2 separate regions of the Mus musculus genome follow, and region 2 is linked to region 1. Evidence: chromatin contacts called from public Hi-C data. All regions are on one chromosome and are shown on one strand. Each heading gives the region's core, a stretch centred on a gene start, on an enhancer-like site or on the middle of the called end of the contact. The rest is flanking DNA. Distances are from core to core; before and after follow the strand shown. Region 1 overlaps Gabra2 (gamma-aminobutyric acid (GABA) A receptor, subunit alpha 2). Region 2 holds the start of Gabra2 (gamma-aminobutyric acid (GABA) A receptor, subunit alpha 2).

What was found. Hi-C and Micro-C count contacts between places; a contact is called where the count stands out from the background.
Region 2: a Hi-C map of ventral hippocampal neurons shows a contact between it and region 1, with 1.7 times the contacts expected there. The contact joins the promoter of Gabra2 here to the enhancer-like site in region 1. A contact is called at or near these places in 1 of 39 promoter capture datasets (hippocampal neurons) and 5 of 484 Hi-C or Micro-C datasets (cerebral cortex, cortical neurons, forebrain and 1 more).

The regions. Positions count from the first base shown.
Region 1 is chr5:70,992,402-70,998,119 of GRCm38.p6, reverse strand. All of the region lies in intron 8 of Gabra2 (gamma-aminobutyric acid (GABA) A receptor, subunit alpha 2), which reads left to right. Among named protein-coding and RNA genes, the nearest start is that of Gabra2, 100 kb to the left of the region's middle. Within about 2 kb of position 2,314, at least 26 of the 459 cell types and tissues checked have an H3K27ac peak or open chromatin away from gene starts, as enhancers often do. A contact at or near this core is called in cerebral cortex, cortical neurons, forebrain and 1 more, where this site is marked.
Region 2 is chr5:71,093,329-71,099,119 of GRCm38.p6, reverse strand. Gabra2 (gamma-aminobutyric acid (GABA) A receptor, subunit alpha 2) reads left to right here and starts at 3,271. Exons shown (of 10, transcript NM_008066.4): 1 at 3,271-3,545; 2 at 4,502-4,588. The coding sequence starts at 4,518.

The DNA.
Region 1 (5,718 bases), core at 1,065-3,564:
AATTCACTTCCATGCAAGTAGTGAAATTCAATTCAAGGGGGGAAATTTAATTCAACTCAATTGCCAGCCCCTGTTTACTTCATTCTTACTAGCCATGGGCCAGTTTAACATCTCTAAGAAGCATGATTTTAGAAATGCATTTCATCTATAAACACCACCATTGAGTCTTTCTTTTTATACATAGCTCCTATGTTCAGAATGGATAGCATCCTCCTAGACAACAATTGAGTCACTCAAATCATGAGTCTCTATATGCTTTCCAATACCTTAAACCAACATACATCCTTATCATCTAGTCTTCGATCTCATTTACATATAACTGAGCTTGGCCTTGCCCTGGTTTTAGCTTGAATAAGAATAATGAAAAAGCTGAAAGCTGACCTACCTGGAATCTCATAGCTCCACTCCCCTCACCTGCAAACAGAAAACATCTGCTACCAATGTTCCTGTGTGGCCAGCCCTCTTATCTACACACTAGAATGTGTCCTTCACACCTGCGTAAGAATACCATTGACATAATACTTCATCTCTAATATTCTCCGTGCATTCAGTATTTAGTCATCACTAATAGAAGAGCTAAAAATATCTCCTTTACTATGGGATTTGTGTGCTGAAAATATACCCATTTGCATGCAATCTGTATAGGCTTCCAGGGTCCAGGCTTCTTTATTGGGTGTTTGACCCATAGTCACACAAGACACATGATCAGAACACTGGTAAAAGTAAAAGACCTCTGTGTTATAACTCTTAAGAAGGCATTAAGTGTGCTGAATCCTTTTTATAATGATATAATTTCATTTTACTAAACACGGCACGAGGAATTGAAACAAGGAAACACACACACACACACACACGCACACACACATATATATATTTCTTCATACTTACATACACATATGTGTGTATGTCAATCATTTAATGAAATAACAAAAAAGTACTATGGAGAACTGATTGCATTGTGGACAGAATATTATACCAGTAATCAAGAAAGCTTGTGCCACTTTGCCTCTATTGCTAGGTAGGAAAATCCATTTAATTTCTGTATACGCTAGGCTTGTTTCATTGATAACGGAAACCCAAGCTATCTGCATTTGGGATATGCTAGAAGGAGGCATGAAGTAACAAACACAAGGCCAATATATATTTTCTATATCAGTATATCTGCAAATTCTGTAAAGGACTATGGGCTATGAAGGATGCTGACAGGCAGTAGTAGTTAGCTAGGCAAAATAAACTTATAGGTATTGATTACATGTGTGTATGCTAATATGTTATTTATTTATTCATTCATTCATTCATTCACTTTACGTCTCAATCACATCCCCTCGCCCCTCTCCTCCCAGTGCTACCTATTCATGCCACTTCCCCACTTCTCCCCTCTTCCAAGGAGAAGGGGAACCCCCCAGTCCCCATCAACCTGCCCTGGTGCATCAAGTTGCATCAGGACTAAGCCCATCCTCTCACACTGAGGCCAGACAACGCAGCCCAGCTAGGAGAAAGGGATCCAAACACAAGAAACAGAGCATGAGTCAGAGACAGCCCCCACTCTGCTCCAATTGTTAGAGAACCCATATGAAGACCAAGCTGAATATCTGCTATATGTGTGTAAGGGGACAAGGCCAGTCCAGGCATGCATGTCCTTTGGTTGTTGGTGTGGTCTTGTGTGCTAATATTTTTATCAAGGGGAAAAGAAGATTTTTCCTAAATGTAGAAGGACTCCTATTTTTTTTTTTTTCATGAATCACTCTTGACTGAATCAAGGTGAAGAGTAAATTTCCACTGTAAACTTAATCGTTTTATTTACCGCAGACTCAAAAACTGTATTTCTCACCTTACCCGGCTTGTTTTCCTGGCTAGTACCCATGGGCATATTAGTTTGAAGTCTGTGGATGAGGGCAGGCAGTGATTGGAAAGAGCACTGTAGAAGCTCAAAGCAAACAGCAAGGAGAGCAAGAGAGCAAGACAGAGAGAGAAAGAGATGAGGGAGAGAGGGAGGGAGCGAGAGGGGCGAAGTAACTGGGTAGCTGGGAAAGAGACAGTTACATGAGTAAAGATTTCAGTCAGTGCAGCTAAAGAGTTGGAGCAGTCTTATCAGGAAAATGATAATCACCGCTGAAATTCACAAGAAGAAGCAGCGAGAGGAAGTAGAATGTGTGGATGGTACAGGGTATGAAAATAATGAACACGGAGACTGTACATGGCAGAGATGATTTCAGAGTTTATTCCCAATCTCGGTTTTCCAAGAGGCACCGGCTGTGAGCGCTAACAGGAGGCATACCTGGCATCTCAGAATTGACTTTGGCACAAGGCAGCACATGCTAATCAGATGCAAGCTGCCAGCCCACCAGCCGCCTTTCTCCCTGCTGCTGCCACAGTCTCATCCCAGCCGTCCCACTGCCAATTAGGAAAGTGAGTGAAGCAAAATACAGTAATAAGCCATGGCAAGGAAAATCAGAGAGCCTTTCCAGTTCCAGTTCGGGCTGGGATGGTTTGTTGGGAATATAGTTGGCCTGCCCAAGTTTTCTTAATATTAACGAATTATTATCATCTTTCAGTGAGGGTATAAGAAGGTAATTAAAAGCAAATGCTATTGTTTACTTGGTCCACTTTGCAGTAATATTGAGATTTTTGAGAAGGTCTTGTAAATTTTTAACATAATGTAGTCATAATTGTTTAAGACATTTAAGCTACTCTTATTTGTAGCTCAGAAACAGCACTAAAAACGGCACTGTATAACACCCTATACTATATTTCTGAGTTGAGTATATCAAAATTACTAGCTGTTTAATTATGAAACAATTTCTTAGTTAAAATAATAGGAGTGCCTTCCTATTTGCAGACAAGAAAACTGACCCGTGGAGCTATTCTGAGGCCCTATAACTTCTATAAACTCTCCATAACACCCTTTCTATTATCTAATATCAAGTCAACACAGAAAGAGCAATCTGTGTGTGTGTGTATGTGTGTGTGTATGTGTGTGTGTGTGTGTGTGTGTGTGTGATCCCTTTGAGAATTGTGTTTACTAAAAGTATGTCAGAACTTGAGTCCAACACTAAGATCTATATTCTCATCATCATTGTTTGCTGTCAGCAGATGAACTTGGAGGAGTGGTGGGTGTTTGAACTATAGTTGAAGTTTCACTATTAGTGGACCAGGACTTACATCGTAAAATAAAGTTTAACATTCTTATCTGTCCTGTCTAAATGTTATGGTTTACATTTTGAAGCAAAGTAATCCTGATTATCTCTGAGCATATAACTACTCATAGTTGTATCATGATAGCACGTAGAAACTCAGTATAAATTAAAAATGATTTGATTGTTGTATTAACTGTGTTCTCAGAGCATTTGTACAATATATTCTGTCTTGGGAGTCATCTATGAAATATTTATAATATTATAGGATATATGAGGAAGACTGCAGGTATCTAGGATTTTTTTTTTCTCATTGTAATTTTGTTTGTTTTGTTGATTCAGGCTTTCTTGTGCAGAGCAAGTAAGCCATGAAGGATGACATCTCTTGCTTAAGCCTCCAAAATGATATCTTACGGATGTCTCCTTAACTTGACTTCGGTTTTGAAGTATATCTTTGTTTACAGTTCTTAAACTTTGAAATTATAATGTAGAGAACAATAGCTTCTCTAGTTTGATTCTTCCCCTACTTTATAGATGTATGAATGTGCATTTTTAGGTTTTAATTCTGACAATTATAAAAGCCACTAGTTATGTTCAATGTCAATTCAAAGAAATAGTTTCTAATTGGATGATTTTTATGATGAAAAATTTTCTAATTCATTATTTATCACAAATAACAAAATATATTCCCAGCTAAATCACCTTAGGGAGCTACAAAAAAGACCCCCAAATGATTAACATTTCAACATTCAACCTGCATTTTGTGGCAATACAATTTACAAGAATGGTAGGAAAATGGATTTGATAACAGTGGGGAGTTTGTACAGAGAAGGGCTTTCTTTAGGTTGCTTTTCTTTATTGTCTTATTGTCATAGTGCCAACCATATTACTTTATCTTAAACTCAACAAATCACAATATTACTGCGAAATATAGCAGTAGTTACACCAAGTTTGACTGTATCAGATAAAGGAAAACAGATGTCTCAGGCATCCCCTCTTAACTATTTCTGCATCCAGCTTTACCTTAATGCAGACTGTTCTGAACAACCCTCAATTCAGAAATCCTGAGATTGGCTCTGAGCCATGTTAAACTTTGGAAATTTGATAAGGTACACTAGACGTTGACAGGTTACATTTGCAAGAAGTTTGTCTTAAGTGATGATGGCATTGCAGGATCCAAATCGTTATCAAATTATGCCTAATTAAAGAGCTGAATCATGTCCTTTGAGACATCTGAGGACAGAGTAGTTCAGTCATGAATATCAAGGGTTTCATTAATTCAGAATTACAGATCTATTTGAAAAGTTTCTCAGATTTGTGTAAACAATGAAAGAACAGAGAAGAAACTTCCTCCCTGACCCAGTGTTCTTTCTAATGACCCAACTCTTACACCAAGTGAAGAATGAGTAGCTGAAAAATAAAACAATTAAGTCCGTTTGGAATCCATTTATATAGTTCAATATTCTTTGGATTTTCTCAGTCTACCACTAGATGGGACTCTTACATCCATGCTTTATATTCTCAGCATCTTTATCTACCATTTATCTAGGGGGCCTAAGGAGCATAGTAAACAAACAAAAGGAAGCTACAGAAATCTGCATTAGACAGACTCTATATGGTTTATTCGTGTTTGCCATTAAAAGTCTATTCAATGCATATTTTAATCACCATGTAGAGGGAATGTCAGTGAGGTACAGTTTGAAAGAAGGAAGATGGAAGGAGAGCTGTGTAGTTGTTCAGGAAGTGTAAATGCCAGACTTATATGCTTGTACTACTAAGGCCAAAAATCCAAGAAGACATCACTCCCATTTTCAGGTGGAAATGTTTACTGTGGAGTGCTGTGTTGTGCAAAAGACATCATCTTATGTAACTTAAAATGATATTTATATTTTGATGTAATGAAGCCTCTGTGTCACTCTCCAGAAGCAGTTAGAAGATTTGATAAGTCCCAGTCAGTTTTAAAACACATTTTTTTCCTAAGCATAACCATTTCCCAAGCAATTACAACTGTTCCAACAATTCTATGTTCTTAACATAATAGAGACCTTACAGGCTTCACCAGTAAAATGCACTGCTAGAAAATGATATTAATCTCTAACTTATTGAAAGAAATCGGCTTTCTAAATTTGTGGCAAAGAATTGCAGAGTTTCAAGTCAGGCTCTCTGAATTTTTGTCTTACATTTACAACTTGATAATGCTGTGATTTTCAGTAAGATTCTGAATATCACTTTATTTCAGTTTTGTCGCTTATATATTATAGGAGCTGCATCAGTTAATGCATTGAAGATAACCTTAGAGTTGTGTTGATGTCACATTAGCAAATGAAAAGAAAAACAAAAATACTTCCTTTTGATTCCTTTGACCAACACTTTTGAATTTTCTCCTGTGCCTTCCATCTGTCTGTGGTTATCGAACTATACATAAACTATCATCCCCCTGTCTCTGTCTCTTCCTCTATTTCTACCCCTACCTCGTTGCCTCTCCTCTCCCCTTTCTCCTCTCTCTTTCCCTCTTTCCTTTCTCAGCCTCTGTGTGTGTGCACGTGTGTGTGTGTGTGTGTGTGTGTGTGTGTGTGTGTGTGTG
Region 2 (5,791 bases), core at 2,022-4,521, 100 kb before region 1:
CTAGCACTTTGTCTTGTATGTGCAGTCATAGCTATTGTGAGTTATTTGTGCAATAGTCTTGACCTGTCCAGAAAATACTCTGTGGCTTTACATTTACATTACCTCTGGCTCTTACAGTCATTCCACTCTCTCTTCTGTGACTGCCCCTGAGTTGTAAGAGGAGTGGTGAGATATAGCTGGCCTGTTTATAGCTGAGCACTCCACAGTCTCTTACACTCTGCAAGTTGACCAGTCACCTCTATATTAGTTACCCTATACTGTCAAAGGGAGCTTCTGCAGTACACTCTTAATGTATGCTATACATGCAGACACACATATACTATTTGCTTTCTTGCAGAAAGCTTCAAGGATTGTGATGCTCTCAAGGCATGTAGAGGGTTTGGAGTAGTAGTGCTCAACTCGGGTCTGTAGAAATGAAAACAACCATATTTGTAACAGACTTAAAAGTCATACAGTATTATGAGATATAAAAAATGCAATATAAATAAAAGGTCTTCAGATTCTCCTGCTTCCTTTTATTCTTGAAAGTCACATGGCCTTGGATACTGCAGATGTAATGCTCTTCCTGCTCCAATCCAATTTAGACAAGTCAATCAAATGGGTTCAATTCAGGAGGCTCTGCACTGGCCAAGCATGGATGGGAATGGATTTACTGGCAACCAATTAGCTATTTTTTTTTCAGGGTCAGCTTCTCCAGGATATGGTCCAAAGGAAGTAGGTAGGAAAAGCTTAGTAACTAACCATAGGTCAGGCTCTCCAAGTTCAGGCTGTTAACTCACACGCTACCATAGAGAGCTGAGAGGAAAATCAGGCTGCATTCAGATGTTTGAGGAGACTGGACAATGTCAGGACTACAGGGAGATATCTGTATGAATATAGCTCTGAGGCAAATGACTGTTATCTGCTGTCAGCATTTCTGATTTCCAGTTCCTTCAGTGTGGTTTGAAGTGGTAACCACAGGTGTCCAACATCAATAGAAATCATAAAACATTTTCTGTGGTTGGGGGGGGATACTAAAGATCGAAATTTTATGATTTAAAAGAATTTTTGGCTATACTCTAGATCTTGTGAATATGTATCCAAATATTTGAACTGTTTCAACATACACTTTTACAGAAACAAAGTGGTGGAAAGAAATTACTTGGAACAGCCTGCTGACGAAGCCTCTCAAATGCAGATTATGTCAGTGAGATTACAAGTTAAATCAGGCTGTTCACAGACAAAGCTGTTTTTCTTTAAAAAATACCAAACCAAACCAAAAATCACTTCAATTAATAAAAGTTTTAAAATGGAAATGGGCAGTTAGAATCTTTTTTTTTTCCATATCAGAATCAAGAGGAGAAAATAGCAGTCAGTAAGCAAGCACAGAATATTTTCAAAGACTGAGGTTCATGAAAGAGAAATCTTGTAGGGACATGGCAAATATGGTTGCCCTGGTCAAAATATAAAGAGTTTAGCTGTGATATAAAGGCAAGGTGAGAGAGCTCCTTACAGTAAAGGACACATGGGAGTGGGGCAGGAAGGGGCAGTCCAGAGTGTTCTCAGCAAGTAAAAGGCTCTAGATTCTCTGCTTGCAAGGTTTTAAATGGCATGTCTTTTATCTTTGTGAATTTTAATTAGACTCTTCAATGGGCAAGCCAGCAAAGGAATATTAACGAAGGAGGGGGAGAAGGCTGCATGTTGCTCCTTTCTTCTTAGTAGGGTCAGCTAAATAAGAAATGTTTGCTTAGGTTTTAAGAAGTTAAATGCTCATTGGCAACGTGGTGGCTTATGGTTTAAAAGGAACAGCCTGAAATATTTCTATTGTAAGTGTCTTCCTCTCTTCCCATAATCTTCAAAGGAAAGCTAAAATTTACTGTAGATTAGCACTGCCCGTTAGGAAAACTGCATCATCTAGTAAAAAAAAAATCTTGTGTGTGTGTGTGTGTGTGTGTGTGTGTGTGTGTGTGTGTGTGTGTGCTCAACTACCAAATGGTACATATTGACTCTGAATGTAAAATAACAGAGTCGTACAAGCTTAGGACACTCTCCCTTTTCTCCTTTTATAGTGTCTCACATTTATGAAAACTTCTGAGAAAAAAAGATAAAGAGCGGCTCTGGTTTGCCTGAGTAGAATGTTCCTAAGATTCAGTTTCCTGCACAGTACAAAAAGGAATGCATCTTTCTTTTCTTTTTCATTGGTTTCCTTTTTCTTTTTCTGTTCATGTTGCACGGTTCGATTTTATCGCCCCAGATAAAGCGGAAGGAAACATCAGACAGATCAAACACAGAATTCTCAAAGTGTATGATAGGTTTGGAATTACAAGTCCCTGCCAAGAAAAAGCCCTAAAGGGGGGAAAACCTCAAACTGCTCCATCTCGTTCCTGTCTGCAATGGAAAGAAGGCAGCAGGTTCCTTAGCTCAGGGCTAACATAAACTTTTTATAGCTCTTAGACTGAATCTTGAGCACCAGGTAAGGAGAATGCCTGGACAAAGAGATTAGGGTAAAGCATTGCTGAAAGAAAGCAGGGGGTTTTCCTGAAGGGTAAGGTCAGCATAGGGCCCTCACTGATCCGCTTTGGGCAAGTCTCCAGACCTCCTAGCTTGAGGGGAAACTGGTCCTAATTATGGGAGCGCTGAGCAAAGAGAGGTACATCCAGAGGGCTAAGGAAATCAAAGAAACTTCCTGCTGTGTAATTCCACGTAACGTGCGTTTAACATGGTCCTGCGTGGATGCGCTGATGACTAAGTAAAGGCGTGATTAGCCCCTTCGCCCTCCAGTGGGAGCCATACATCGTTACCTCTTCCAGGCAACCACGTCGCTCCACTAGGGATGATGTCGGGGGACGAGCGGCAGGGAGCCGCCCGTGGGACCTAGGGCCTCACAAACACACACCATTCACAGTTCAGCACCCACACTCACCAGCAGCCGCCCCCTAACCCTTACACCAGGAAGCTCACTGCCTCCAGCTCCAGGCAGGGTGTGGGCTCCACTCCTCCAGCGCGGTGTGGGCGCGGGCAGCGGCGCTCCCAGGCGCACTGTGGTGCCCCGCGCTACCCCGGCTGTGCTGCCCCAGGTGCCCAGAGGGCGGCGGTGGCTTGGCCAGGATTGGGGTGGGGGATAAGGGGTCCCCTATTCCCTGGAACCTTCTTAATCCTCTTCCTTGGGCTAGCTCCTCCTCCTCCAGGCGCGGGGCTCGTGCCCGCTGCTGCCTGCCTGCGCGCATCGCGCCTCCGCGCCCCCACCCCGGCTCCTGCGATCGCTACTCCCTCCTCCTCTTCCTCCTCCTCCTCCTCCGCCCATCACCGCCACTACGGACGCCTTCGCCGCCTACTCCTCGCGCGGCCACGACTCCTCAAGCTCTCTGCTACAGCTTCCACCGGCCCATCCATTCGTTTGCTGCCTGGTCTTTAGGCTGCTGCAGTCTCTCTCTCTCTCTCTCTCTCTCTCTCTCTCTCTCTCTCTCTCTCTCTCTCTCTCTCTCTCTCTCTCTCTCTCAAGTTTCTGTGGAAACAGATTCAAAGCCACTGGAGGAAAACATCTACTACTTCTACTAGCTGTTCAGGTAGGGTCGCAGACGTTGGTGGCAGCGGGGGTAACCTTTGCTCATTCCCCTCTGCTTCGCCAGCATGCCACCCCCACCCCACCAACCCACTCCACTCTTCATGCTCCTTCGACACGGAGGCTCAGGTTCTCCTAGTCTCTCCATCCTCCAAGATCGAATTCCAATGTCCCTCCCCAGAAACGTATATTCGCAACTACAATAAAAATCCAAGAGCCAGTCCGGCGGCTGCACGCTGGCCCGGCTCTTTTACAGTCTCCAACTTTGCACACACTGGCAGCGCTGCCTGCCTGCTCAGCGGCGTCTGATCCGGAGCCTCACGCTCCTTTGGTAGTCTTGGCTCAGAGCAGCTGTCAAATGCATAGTTCGCAGCACTTGATTTCCACCCTGCTGCCTCTTGAACATGGACGTGGGCAAATGTGAAAGGGCAGGGCGAATGATTTGGATTTGATTTTCTATTTTTTTTTTTTTTTGAGGGTGTGATGGTGGTTGTTGTTGAGTAAAGTGAAGACGTGAGTACCACAATTAACTGTAAGGAAAAGATAGAAATGAAAAAGTAGCCTGCTTGCTGCCAGCTTTTTCCTGCTGTCGTTGCGGAGGTGATCTTCCTTGAGAGGGTGAGGCGTGGAGTATCCATCTCCCCACCTCTTTCGCACACACTCCTCCAACCTATTTCTTCATCAGCTACTGTGTCAGTTTAGAGTCCCGGGTTGTCATTTTATGCGTGCATAACGATTTTTTTTTTTTCAGAGGATGGGACTGGGGAAGTTATAGGCAGAGGAAAATGTATTAGTGGTGTAATCTTTCCATTAAAAAAATCCTTTCCCATTGCCTGTCATCCAGTCCTATACCTAGTAGACAGGAGTAACATCCCCTCCTAATTGAAATGAAATTCTTTTGGGTTATTGGCTTGGTAGGATGAGAACAAATTTAATTTAATTTTGTTTTTTCTTCCATAGCTTTGGCAACAAGAAGATGAAGACAAAATTGAGCACATGCAATGTATGGTCTCTGCTGCTTGTTCTTCTGGTGTGGGACCCAGTCAGGTGAAGCATTGTTTTTGATTTCTTCATTCCAGGTCTAGGATGATTTTTAAGTGACACAACTGTATCCACACTCTTTAAAAGACTAGGTATTTTGAGGAATTATCAATTATTTTAGTGGAAATGGATTGTACAGGAAATTGTCGTACTAAGTGTCTGAAACTCTAAAAAGTTTGCTGATTTTTTTTTAAGCAGCCAAACACACACACACACACAACAAAAATGAATGGGATTTTTTTTTTCTATTTGAGGCATTTAATTGAAGAAGCGACTACCCTATCAGGGATATATTAGTTTAAAGAATGCCTGTCGTTAAGGTGTTCATAGTTATACTAAATTCTGGTAAGGAAGCTAAGCCGTCCTTGGAACACACAGAAAAAAAAAAATCAGCTAAATGATTTAAGTGGCAACTTAGGCTTTTTCTTTTCTTTCTGTTTCTTTCTTTGCATTTTGTATTGAGCCACTGGGGCTTCTATAGACAGAGTAGGAAACCTAACTGGTATGTGAGTCTGAGACCTGTAGGTGGAGGCAGCACACAACTAGACAATCACAAACATCGAAACAAAAGCTGATTTATGAGCCAACTTTTCATCTTATTAATTTAGAGATAATTTGTTTTTCAGTTGGTTAATGACCAAAAGAGTGGTTTCTTAAAATGTGTGAATTTTCTTTTGCCTATTATCTACACAGAAATTAGTTTGATTGCTTTAAGTAATATCATTAATTGTCGTTTTCTCTGATTTTTTAAATAAAACCAGCAGTGGGTATATTTCATTGAATGCATGTATAGGGAATGGTTTTAAACCCAAGAAAAATTAAAATACAAATTTTGTTATAATTCTTCTGTAGCTATTACTCTTTAATAATTCCCCTTATGAGTTCTAACAAAATAATGTTTAAGATATTTTGGAACAGAAAAGAAATCTGTTTGGAAATACTTCACTTAACTGGGAAATGCCATCTATGACTAAATATTGACTTTAGAAAGATAATCTGAACTATAACTGAGAAACAAACACCTCAGGTGAAACACTTCAGCTAGACTCTTGTGACTATCTTAGGGACTGGCTTTAAAAATTAGAATGAGAAACTTTTGAAGGTAGAGTATATGAATTGATATTCTTACATAACTTGAAGATGTCCATCTTCATGTCCACACTTCAACACTCCCTCTGTTCTTCAAAATTCCAGCTTGAAGTTTATTGC